4 separate regions of the Sus scrofa genome follow, and regions 2, 3 and 4 are each linked to region 1. The links are chromatin contacts, called in public HiChIP or PLAC-seq and promoter capture Hi-C maps. All regions are on one chromosome and are shown on one strand. The core of a region is the stretch at or near the end of the contact, and the rest is flanking DNA. Distances in the headings are between cores, read along the strand shown. Region 1 holds the start of SMURF2 (E3 ubiquitin-protein ligase SMURF2). Region 2 holds the start of KPNA2 (karyopherin alpha 2 (RAG cohort 1, importin alpha 1)). Region 3 overlaps SMURF2 (E3 ubiquitin-protein ligase SMURF2). Region 4 overlaps SMURF2 (E3 ubiquitin-protein ligase SMURF2).

Region 1 (2,857 bases), core at 106-2,605:
ACACACAAGCACTCAATTACAAAATTAGTCCATATAAATCTCAAAGTCTACTGTAGGCGAACATAATTAGTTTATTCTTACACACACCCCCACACACGTACACACAGATTCTCTAAAGAAAGCCATTTTTCTCATGACAAATCCGAATATCAACGTGGGTAATTTATTAACAGTGAATGTTGAAACTAGGAATAAATACACTGGTCTCTACTCTTTTCAAAGCCAAAACAATTTTTCCTTAAAATGGGGTAACATGACCATGTAAGAATATTAAAAAAAATAGCACTGTAAGCAAAACGTACCTGTAACGTTAAAGATTTAATACCCTTGGAATCATAAACACTTCGTAAGAAAAGCCTGCTATCTAGCAACCCTTCCATTCTTTTCCATTTAGAAAGGAAAGGGGTGCAGAGTTGGGAACGAGAAAAACTTTGCTTCGCTGAAGTTTATATGAGCACGTATATAGAAATGTATCCCCCCCAACCCGCAAAATGTGTTTTTAAAGCAGGTCTAGAGCTAGAAGTGAAACACAAGTTCTGCGGCCTACAAGGAACAACCCCAAGCATGTTACCCTACAATCAAACACTTCCAAAACACAGAGTGTACAATGCGCCCGAGTCGTCGGATCAGGCAGACACACCGGAAAAGTCAACCTCAGTCTCCTTCCCTTTCAAAGTCGTGCGTCTCAGGTGTGTGGCACCGGCTGCCGCCGCTGGCAGCAGAGAGGAAAGGTTTTGCAGGCGGGCATAAGTGGGCCAACAAGTTAACAACCAGGGAACACACACACACACCCTCCCGTTAAGCGCTCCATCTTTAAGGAGTGTTTACTGCGCGCAGCCAGCAGCCGGATTCAATAATCCCCGCCGCAGGAGCTCCTCATCCTCTCGACGACCCCAGCTGGGCAGGAGCCCGGGGGCTGCTCCCCGAGGCCCCGGGAGAGAGCCGAGTTTCTTCGCCACGGCTTTTCGACCTCAAAACCTCCCGGAATTCCAATCCGGGACACCCCCCCCCCCAACAAAAGACCCCCGAGTCACCCGTGGCTTTTTTAAGAATTTCCAAACAAGGGAGAGTGGTTTTGCAATTACTCTCCTGAACTAGGCCTTTCACGTCCCCGACCCCCAACTCACCGTTGATCGCGACCCTGGCCCCTCTCAAGGCCACAGGCACCCCCCGCCAGCTTGCTCACCCCACCGGTGCCCCAGCCCGGCTCCCGCCGCCCGCCCAACCCCCTCACCTGTCAGGCGCAGCTTGACGGGCCCGTTCCTCCGGCCCCCGGGGTTAGACATGTCCCCGGCGGCGGGGGCGGCGGCGGCGGGGCTACGGCCCCGACGCGGGGCCCGGAGCCGGCGGGCGGGGCGGGGGCGACGGCGAGGCGCGGCGCAGTCACCACAGCGGCCGGGGCTGGGGCCCGAGCAGCCGGCGCCGCGGCCGCCACGGCCGGAGGGTCCCGGATGTGCCGAGCGTCGTCGCCATGAGCCGCGGAGGGAGCGGGACGCCGAGCTCCCCCCTCCTCCCACTTCTCCTTCCTCCGCCCGGGCCGCACAACAAAGCGGTAGCCGCGGCCGGCCGCGCCGCCTCCGCCCGCACCCCGCCGCCTCCACGCAACCGCCTCCGCCTTTCCCTCCTCTCGGCTCCGCGAGGCCCAGGAGCCGACGGGGCTGATGGGCTGAGGCGGGCGGTGCTCGGCGGCGCCGGAGCGGGACTCGGGCTCGGCCGCTTCCTCCTCCACCCGCCCTCTTGTCTGAGGGAACCCGGTCCTGGGGCCGCCGCCGCCACTCGTCTGCTCGGGGGGGTGGGGGGGGGAGGAGAGGAGGAGACGAGAGGCGGGGCCAGCGGGGCAGGGCGGGGCCGGTGGGCGGGGCCTGTGCGGGCGCGCGCCGGGTGCCCGGGGCGCAGGGGCGCCAGGCCCGGTGTCGGCCTGGGCGCGGCGGTCCGGGCCGGTGTGCTTGGTTGCAGAAGATGCCACGCAGAACTTGAGGAAGGAGTAGACAAAGGAGCAGGGTGTTGGCGCGGAGCTCTGTGCCGCCAGGAGGGCCTTAGCGTTTGGCCCACTTAATAGAGAGAGCTTTTGTCCGTGCAATGCAGACTGCTTTTATAAGACGCCCACTGCGTGCAAGGGGCTCTCTGAGGCTGGGGCGAGCAAAGTTAGAACTAAATCCGCAGCCCTCTGGGTTGAACGTCGCTAGGGTGAGGGAAGAGACACACCGAGGGTTCCAGCAAATCCCCAGGGGTGTTTTGCAACTGATACCATAGCTGCCACCTTCATTCAGGACTCACCTGGTGAATGAGATCAGGTTACCAGCCTACTTGGGCTCTTTTTTCAGCTGTAGTGCAAGGATAGGAGGATGATAATGCCTTAAAGGGGTTATTAACAAGATAAGCCTTGGAGAACAATGTATGGAAAGCTTTCCTGCAGAACTGTATTTCGTTATCTCAGAAGGAGAAAATAAAAGCTGAAATAAAAAAGTGTACCTTACCCTTTGACCATGTAATTGCAATTGCACTCTTAGGAAGTTATTCTTGACATATCATACATAGTACAGAAGATGTTCTTTGCAAAGTTCGGTTAATAACAGAAGGTAGGAATTCCCGTTGTGGCACAGTGGAAGTGAATCCCACTAGGAACCATGAGGTTGTGGGGTCGATCCCTGGCCTCGCTCAGTGGGTTAAGTATCCGGCTTTGTGGCGAGCTATGGTGTAGGTCGCAGACATGGCTCGAATCTGGGGTTGCTGTGGCTCTGGCTTAGGCCAGCAGCAACAGCTCTGATTAGACCTCTAGCCTGGGAACCTCCATATGCCTCAGGTGTGGCCCTAAAAAGACAAAAACAAAACAAAAGATAGATGAGCTAACAGCCTA
Region 2 (2,700 bases), core at 24-2,523, 83 kb after region 1:
AAACATATTGAATCCACACTTTTGTAATGGAAGAGGAACTTCCTTTTTCAGCACTATGTAGTTTTAGCCAAAGGATATTTGGCCCCTCCCCTCCGAAGGGCTGAGACTTCCTGGAGCAGTGCTGTCCATCAGAAATATAAAGCAAGCAGCCTAAATTTAAATTTCCTAGTAGCCACATTTTGTTTAAAAAAAGTAACAAGAAACAAATGAAATTAATTTTAATATTTAACCCAACACATCCAACATATTCTCATTTCCACACGTTAAAATATCAAAAAAATTACTGAGATATTTCACATTCTTTTTTCCTACCAATTCTTCAAGATCTGTACTTTAAGCTTACAGCACAACTCGATTCAGACTAGCCACTTGCGTCTGGCGACTACCGCACTGCACAGAGCGGCTCTAGACTCTATAGAGGATCTACAAATACTTAACTGAACTCGGAGTAGGGGGACTGAGCTTATAGGTAAAATCTTTGTCCTAGGGGCCATAAATTCAGATCCTCTGGAGGCTCCACTGTCTTTAAATGGCCTAACAGGTACATTCTCCACAGTTGAAAGTTGTTAAAAATCTGACTCATCATTACGTTATGGAGTCTTTCATAAAATGTCCTGTCCACACTGAAAACTCGCGACGCAGTTCTTCATCTTCAGCATCTCGCACACTTTCGAGGAATTCCGAGTGAATGCACCAAATTAGGTTGATATCCCCAGCTGTGCTTCACTCAGACGTGGCTACTTAAGCGCACTCCCCAAAAGATCACAAAAGGAAAAGTCCTCCTAAGGGGGGGAGGGGGCTATCTTTAATTTCATTTTGTTCTTTTACGAAATAGTGACACAACCAACCCAGGGCCGACGTGTTTTAAGAGACAGCACTTCCAACTGCCACCTCCATCTCCAGTCCCTTCCCCTGCTCCCCCCTCCCCGCCCCATTTCGGGGAAGGAGCAGCCGGGAACTGACGGAGGAGGAGCCAGAGGCGCCCGGCAACCTACTTGGGCTTTCGCCCTCGGGCCTCACTCTGATTCTCGAGTAAATGCCATTGCGGCGGTTTGCAGAGCCTCGGGCCCTAAAACCCAAGCACCCGCATCCCCAAACACCCGTCTCGTAAACGAACGACCCCAAAGGCCTCGTCAACCAAAGAAGCCAAAGCTAGGCCAGGCGTATAGCCCGGGCCTTCCCTCCCGCCACCCACAAGCCGAGCCCGGCCTACAGGCCAGCCGTTGCCACTCAGGCCGGACTGCGGCCTAGGTTCGTACCTACACAGCCGGCTCAGGCTTCCACAGGAGGCGGTCAGGGGCGCTCAGGCTGCGGCTCAGGGTCTCTCAAAACGTCCACCACGGTCAGCGCGAGGACAGTGTGGCTCGTGCAGCCGGCGCGATTTAAATTTCCCGGTGGCTCCGCATTCCGATTGGCTGGTTCGAGCTTATGCTAGACGTCCATTGGTGGATTTGAAAAACACGTTGGGAGGGGTCAGAGGGCCCAGAAGATACGATAGCATCGCGAGATGAGGGAGCGGCCGGGCGATCCCAGAGCGCCCCGCAGTTCGGAGGCGGCAGCCTTCAGGTCCCGGCGTGCAGCGCGAAGGGCTAGTTTCCAGCCCGCCTTGGCCATAGCCTCGGTCCTTTACCGAGGGTTTACTCGTGTACAGTGGTTGGTCGTTACCCTTGGCGTCTGCCTTAAGAGAACCACAAATGATTCCCCAAATAATTTTTAAAATTTCGATATAGAAATACATTGCTATGTATTTTTTTCTCTGATAGGACTCAGAAGAAAAAGGCCACCAAAGGTTAGCAGGGCCACCAAGGAGGGGATGGATAAAGCAGATTTGTGCTGCACTTTTTAGTTTAGTTTTTTTTTTCTTCTAACTTGCATCATAAAAGACTGCATAGACGGCACAAGTAATGGTAACAAAAGGTTTACTACATCTGTTTCTCCAGTCTTATTTTTTATTTTCAAATACAAAAGAACTATAAATCTTTATGCATATTTGCCAAGTGTTAACATTTGCCACATTTACTATTTCTTTCTCTGTGTAAATACCCACACGTACTAGTAGGCCCATATGCATAGCTTTTACATGATACTTTTCAACCTTTTGAAGGGTAAGTTTGAGAAATCATGTCCCTTTATCCCTAAATATTTTGGGTTGCACCTTGGAAGGATAAGGACATTCTGTTATATAACCACTCCACAATCATCAAATTCAAGACATCTGAACTTCGATGTGATTTATTATATAGTCCATGTTCAAATTTTGTCAGTTGTTCCAGTAATGACTTATGCTACAATTTATACATTTCTGAATAAAATGCTTGCATTTTCTTGTAATTTTTAAAAAAGCATCAGTGATGGTTCTCGTAATGTCAGTGTTATAGGCCACTTTGTTTTCATAATTTTTCCGTATTCTGAAAAGGGTATTTTTAAGAAAAGCTGTATTGGTTTTGTTGTTTGTGTGTTTTTTACTATAAATTCAAACAATGGTCTTCGTCTCTTCTTGCAGGCATTTTTGCCAGCTTCATGCACTGTGTAGCAGCCAAGGGAATCACAGGAGGTTGTCTCCTCTCACCTACCCAATCAGTATAATCCTATCTGCCCAAATGCGAAAACGTGGAAGGAATTCACCTGTAAACCAGTCACTGCAAGGCATTCCCTTTGCTACAATGAATGGCTCAGGGGCAGTCATCTGACCTAATTTCA
Region 3 (2,700 bases), core at 121-2,620, 97 kb before region 1:
TCCTGGGCATATATCTGGAAAATATGAAAACTATAATTTGAAAAGATACATATACCTCAATGTTCATAGCAGCACTATTTACAACAGCCAAGACATGGAAACAACCTAAGTACCCATGAACAGATGCTCAGTTTAAGACGATGTGATATCTATATATTACACACACACCATGGAATATTACTCTGCCATAAAAAAACACTGCCATTTGTAGCAACATGAATGGACCTGGAGAAATTACACTAAGTGAAGTAAGCCAGAGAGAGAATAAGGATGTATCACTTATATGATATCACTTATATGTGGGATCTAAAAAATCATACAAATAATGGAGTTCCCTGGTGGCCTAACAGGTTAAGGATCCAACGTTGTCACTGCTGTGGCTTGGATTACTGCTGTGGCACTGGTTCAATCCCTGGCCCAGGAACTTCCCCATGTCATGGCATGGCTTAATAAATAAAATAAAATAATAATAATAATACAAATGAATTGATATATAAAACAGAAACAGACTCACAGACAGGAAATAAACTTATGGTTACCAGAGGGGAAAGGGAGGGTAGAGAGTGATAAATGAGGGGTATGGGATTATCAGATACAAACTACTATATAAAAAAATAGACAACCAACAAGGTCCTGCTATATAGCACAAGGAGCTATATTCAATATAATAACCTAAAATGGAAATATATATACATATATATACACACACATATATAATATATATACACATATACACGTATATATAACACACACATACATACACACACATATATAACTTTGCTATATATCTGACACTGACACAATACTGTAAATCAACTATATTTCAATTAAAAAAAAAAAAAAAAACCAGGGTACATCAAGTCCATTCACAAAAACTTGTGAGGAAGACTAAGTCCTGAAAATGGTAAAGAAGGCTTAAAGCTGGAGGACAAAACTGACATAACAGAAAACCCTCTGGAATAGATCCAGCTCTCCTGGAGCTATTTCTGATACACTCAGGGGAAAAAAATTCACCTACCACATAAAGCAGCCTGTCTCTGCAGATGTGCTAGGGTGCACCTTTTCCTAACATTTCAGGACAGGTTCCTATTTAAGCACAGGAACAAATACTCATACACCAGATAAAAGTAGCCATACTCTTACATAAAATGATGCTCAACAAAAGTAATTTATAATTGAAGAGAATGGACATCCGATCACATTTATTACAAAAAAAGAATCTATCAGTCTTGTTCAGATGCGCATTTTAACAGGTATTGTTTCAAAGTTTCAAAAACTTACTTTAAAACTAAATGCAAGTTAGCAGAGAGCCGAGGATCTGTAAACTGTGTTGTTCTGTTGTTATGGTCAACGAAATAAACTCTGCCTGTGGCTGTATTCCGGATCTCCCATCCAGGAGGCAATGGACCAAGCTCTTCACAATTTATGTTGCTAAGATCCCTGCAAAAACAAATATAAAATAAAAAATACCTCACTGCTGGGCTTGCTGAGCCAAGCAAGTGTAAATGACACAGAACAATTCCATGAAGTCTGAGAAAATGTATTGTTTCAGAAACTTGAGATGTTCAGCTGAAATCTTTAATTCCCAATGGTTTAACAAACTTGCATATTTAAACCCAATCCATAAAGGGCTCAGAAACTTATTACACAGCCTACATTTTCAGTAAGTCCATTCTTGGGCTTTAGTGCAATTCAGGTTTTAAATTAATATAAAAGCAATCACAACATTTGCCAACATAAACTGTACTTCAATATTTGTCTGACAAAGTAGTTTTACAAACGTCAGTGATACAAGTAATTATTTTCTAAAATATTTCCCTTCCATTATTTCTTGCTATACCATAAAATTTGTATAACTGTTCATTCCACGATTAATTTTAAGATTTTCAACAAAGCAAAACTAGAGGTGTTACTGAAATTAAGATCCTAAAAATAACCACGGTATGTACATTAAAGGATAATGGCTCCATTTTAAATTCTGAAAGCTGTAAAGCTAATGAAAGACGAGCCTGTTTAAGACACCTTAGGAAGAAGGCTCTAAGGTTTCCTGTACGATAGAAGAAGCAGAGACTTTTAACAGACCAAGGACCATTGGCATTATCCTCGCGTTCTTAAAAACACTATTATACATGACAAAGATTTATAGGACCTTGAAGAATAAATAAAAGCAAGTCTAATGTAAATTTAAACTGTAACCAATTATTATAATGGAAAATCTTATAAAAATTATGTTTTAAAAGTTAATCTAGAAAAAGATTTTTCATGAAATAATCTCTTCCTGGTCGTAGGGAAAACATAATGATGGGTACGGAAACAGTGATTTCTGACTTCTGCTTATAGGCGCCTTGGAGATTCTTCTGCCACGAACAGCTAAAGACGAGAAAGAACACACTATTTGAGACACTGCTAGCCTCAAAAGAGGCAAGGGGAAAAGTTCCAAGAATCCTTCTAAAATTTTTTAAGTGAATAGAGCTGGAGCTGGTACCTGAGTGGCAGGCAGAGTGGAGAGCTGCCAGAGGGGAGTGATTAATTGGGAAACTCAGCCTGAGGCCAGCCACAAAGCTGGAAAAGGAAACCTGGAAATTCCCCACTAAAAACTCAAAGGGAAGATGAAGGGATTCCAGGAAAACTTCCTGAATTCTCACTTTAGGTCCAAAGAACTCCAATTAAACTCTAACTCACAATCAAAGATCACCAATC
Region 4 (2,700 bases), core at 59-2,558, 78 kb before region 1:
TCCAAAGATTTCAGAACACTTTAGTCTAAGTCTTGGCTTGCCACTTAATAGTTGTCGTTCTCAAGCAATTTATCCCCCAAGTCTTGATTTTCTAATGTCTAACTGTATTACTTACCTCACATTAAATTATTTATGTAAACTGTGATATAATACTAGCCTGGCCAGTTGTAGTAAGGAACAATGTCACCCACTGCATGCTGATTTTACTTTGCTCATAGAGTTTATAATTGAATTCTTTTATAGCTGTATGCCATCTGTCTACTTAAATAAATTATGAATTGATAAAAGGAGGAGACCATATCTTAGCCCTTGCATTCTACACTCAAACCCACAGGTGTTTGAAAAATTAAATGCTACTATACATCAAAAAGGTTATATAAATTACTGCAATGAAACATTCACAAGCAATAGAAAGAAAAATCTATACCACATCTGGCTATCCAGCCACAAATAGACATTTTTCCCTTTGCAAAATAAAGGGACACTACTAAGACAGCGGCATAGTGGACCTGTGCAGAACAATCCCTCTTCTGTTCAGTCCTTCTGATGTGTCCTACTCCCTTTGCCAACAGGCCTTTGCTCTTGTTTCTCAGAGGACAGGATTTATGCTTATTTACCTTTATATCATCAAAGTTTAGAATAGCACCTGGCATGTTTAAGTTCCAATAAACGTTAGCTAAACTGAACCAGAAATAAAGTCATACGTGTGGACTTGTAAGTTTTCAGTTTGCCTGCTGCATTGCGTTAGAATAAAAAAATGGTTTGTTTTCATACGCCAGACCTTTTCCAATCCCGTCTTCTATCTCCTACTGTTCACCCTGTTAACCCAGAAATTTAAGAAATTCTCAGGTGCCCTTAAATTCCCTTCAGAATTTCTAGCTCAATTTTGTCCTTTTTAACAGTAATATTTTTATAACTAGGCTATGGTATCATTCTACATTAAAATGGGATCATTTCTTAATGTATCTAACATTTAAAGCTAAATTTATTTTTCTTTATTAATTTCCTTAGCTAGATTCTATGTGAATTTTTGCTTAGAATAGGCATCTGGGCTAAAATCCCATGACAACAGCTAGATTTGTGTGTTGTGTGTGTGTGTGTGTGTGTGTGTGTATACGTGTGTATATGTATATATGTGTACATATATGTGTGTGTATATATATATGTAAAATAATTCTGTAGAAAAAGCAAAAAAAATTCTATTGAAAAAGATATTTCCAGAGTTCCCACTGTGGTACAGTGGGTTAAGATCCGGCATTGTCTCCGTGGCAGCACAGGCCTGATCCTCTGCCAAGAACATCTGGGGTTGAGAGGTGGGTGGGGTTAAGGATCCAGTGCTGATGAAACTGTGGCATGGGTCACAGCTGCGGCTCAGATTAGATCCCTGGCCCAGGAACTTCCATATGCCACGGGTGTGGCCAAAAAGGTATTTCCATCTACGCTCCATGGAAAAGATGTTTTGTCACTTCATTACATGAGTTACATATCTGCTAATAAGTGACTTGTCAATGTGAACTTGTCAATCTAAAACAGATATCATTTCTAATGTCTCGATCTTGGTCTCATCTTCTAATTGACCAGTTTGACAAAAAATTAAGCTATAGTTAAGTTGATAATACAGCTATCTTTCACTCAAAATAATGTCTTACTTTTAGAACCTTTAATTTTTCAAAGCAGTTGTATGCATATTTTTATTTGCTAAGAATTCCTCCCTTAAACACTCCCATCACCTAAGTAAAACTCAACTTTATCTCGAAAATCCACTAAAACCAGAGAAGAGTGCTAAGAAAAGAAAAAAAAAAAAAAAAAAAAGGAATACATACTTTGACACCTTTCTTTTTACTCTTCTAGAAACCAATCATTTCTTGGCACTTATTCACTGGAAACTAGCTATCAGCTCTGATTCTGTTCTAGGCTTCACATATTTAAACTGTTTCATTCTTTTTAAAAAGTCAACAAAATAAATTCAGACCAGGACTTTTTACCAATGTTTCACACATACATAGGAAGTTAAGTTTTTGGACCCCTGCCTATCAAAAAATACCTATACGTGTGTGTGTGTGTGTGTATTTAAATATGTGTATTTAAACTTTTTAAAGCACTAGTATGTACTCACAACCAGTGTCCTTGAGGCGGTTGATGGCATTGGAAAGAAGACGAACACAACCAAGAAATCCAGCACCTTGCTTTTTATGGATCTTCTTGTGATTCCATACACTGATCGTAACTGAATCAGACTTTCCAATATACCTAAAAAAACCCAAATTACGGCATGAATAACTTGGCAAATATGAGTAGTGTAAATTTTCTTTTGTTTCTATAGTCTAAAATCACAGGTGTTTTAGAGTATGGCTAGACTCTGCAAAGTATGTTTCGAATTCAATCTATCCACAGAACTGAAATTAAATTTCTTTAAAAACTCAAAAGTAAAATCCACAAAGAATTTTTAATATATTTATCATATTTGTCACTCTCAGACTGAGTAACAATTTTGTTCATAAAAATACTACTTTTTACGATTTTAATAGCTAGTGCCAAATAACCCTATGGAAGTTGATGATTTTTTCTTTCCAAAAATAAAAATCTTAGAACTTTTATCACCGTCACATTTTAAATACATTTCAATGGCATGACCTACTACCTCAGCCAATGCTCAGTTCATTTTCAAGGGGCATTGTCAAGGCTGACAGACCAAAAATC

What was found. Promoter capture Hi-C pulls out the DNA fragments that hold promoters and counts their contacts. HiChIP or PLAC-seq counts read pairs in DNA pulled down with a chosen protein or histone mark.
Region 2: an H3K27ac HiChIP or PLAC-seq map of alveolar macrophages shows a contact between it and region 1. The contact joins the promoter of KPNA2 here to the promoter of SMURF2 in region 1. A contact is called at or near these places in 4 of 47 Hi-C or Micro-C datasets (embryonic fibroblasts, epiblast stem cells, heart right ventricle and 1 more) and 2 of 2 datasets of contacts at active chromatin or transcription factors (alveolar macrophages and skeletal muscle).
Region 3: a contact with region 1 is called in a promoter capture Hi-C map of fetal skeletal muscle, with 3 times the contacts expected there. The contact joins the enhancer-like site here to the promoter of SMURF2 in region 1. A contact is called at or near these places in 2 of 5 promoter capture datasets (fetal skeletal muscle and liver), 7 of 47 Hi-C or Micro-C datasets (adipose tissue, brain, embryonic fibroblasts and 3 more) and 2 of 2 datasets of contacts at active chromatin or transcription factors (alveolar macrophages and skeletal muscle).
Region 4: a contact with region 1 is called in a promoter capture Hi-C map of liver, with 2.2 times the contacts expected there. The contact joins the enhancer-like site here to the promoter of SMURF2 in region 1. A contact is called at or near these places in 1 of 5 promoter capture datasets (liver), 6 of 47 Hi-C or Micro-C datasets (adipose tissue, embryonic fibroblasts, epiblast stem cells and 2 more) and 2 of 2 datasets of contacts at active chromatin or transcription factors (alveolar macrophages and skeletal muscle).

What each region holds. Positions count from the first base shown.
Region 1 is chr12:14,367,181-14,370,037 of Sscrofa11.1, reverse strand. SMURF2 (E3 ubiquitin-protein ligase SMURF2) reads right to left here and starts at 1,355. Exons shown (of 18, transcript XM_021066754.1): 1 at 1,235-1,355. The coding sequence starts at 1,286.
Region 2 is chr12:14,283,885-14,286,584 of Sscrofa11.1, reverse strand. KPNA2 (karyopherin alpha 2 (RAG cohort 1, importin alpha 1)) reads right to left here and starts at 1,273. Exons shown (of 11, transcript NM_001163404.1): 1 at 1,260-1,273.
Region 3 is chr12:14,464,206-14,466,905 of Sscrofa11.1, reverse strand. The region is part of intron 9 of SMURF2 (E3 ubiquitin-protein ligase SMURF2); the gene reads right to left. Among named protein-coding and RNA genes, the nearest start is that of SMURF2, 97 kb to the right of the region's middle. Within about 2 kb of position 1,370, at least 5 of the 83 cell types and tissues checked have an H3K27ac peak or open chromatin away from gene starts, as enhancers often do. A contact at or near this core is called in adipose tissue and fetal skeletal muscle, where this site is marked.
Region 4 is chr12:14,445,004-14,447,703 of Sscrofa11.1, reverse strand. It overlaps SMURF2 (E3 ubiquitin-protein ligase SMURF2), which reads right to left. Exons shown (of 18, transcript XM_021066754.1): 4 at 2,117-2,250. Among named protein-coding and RNA genes, the nearest start is that of SMURF2, 78 kb to the right of the region's middle. Within about 2 kb of position 1,308, at least 7 of the 83 cell types and tissues checked have an H3K27ac peak or open chromatin away from gene starts, as enhancers often do. A contact at or near this core is called in liver, where this site is marked.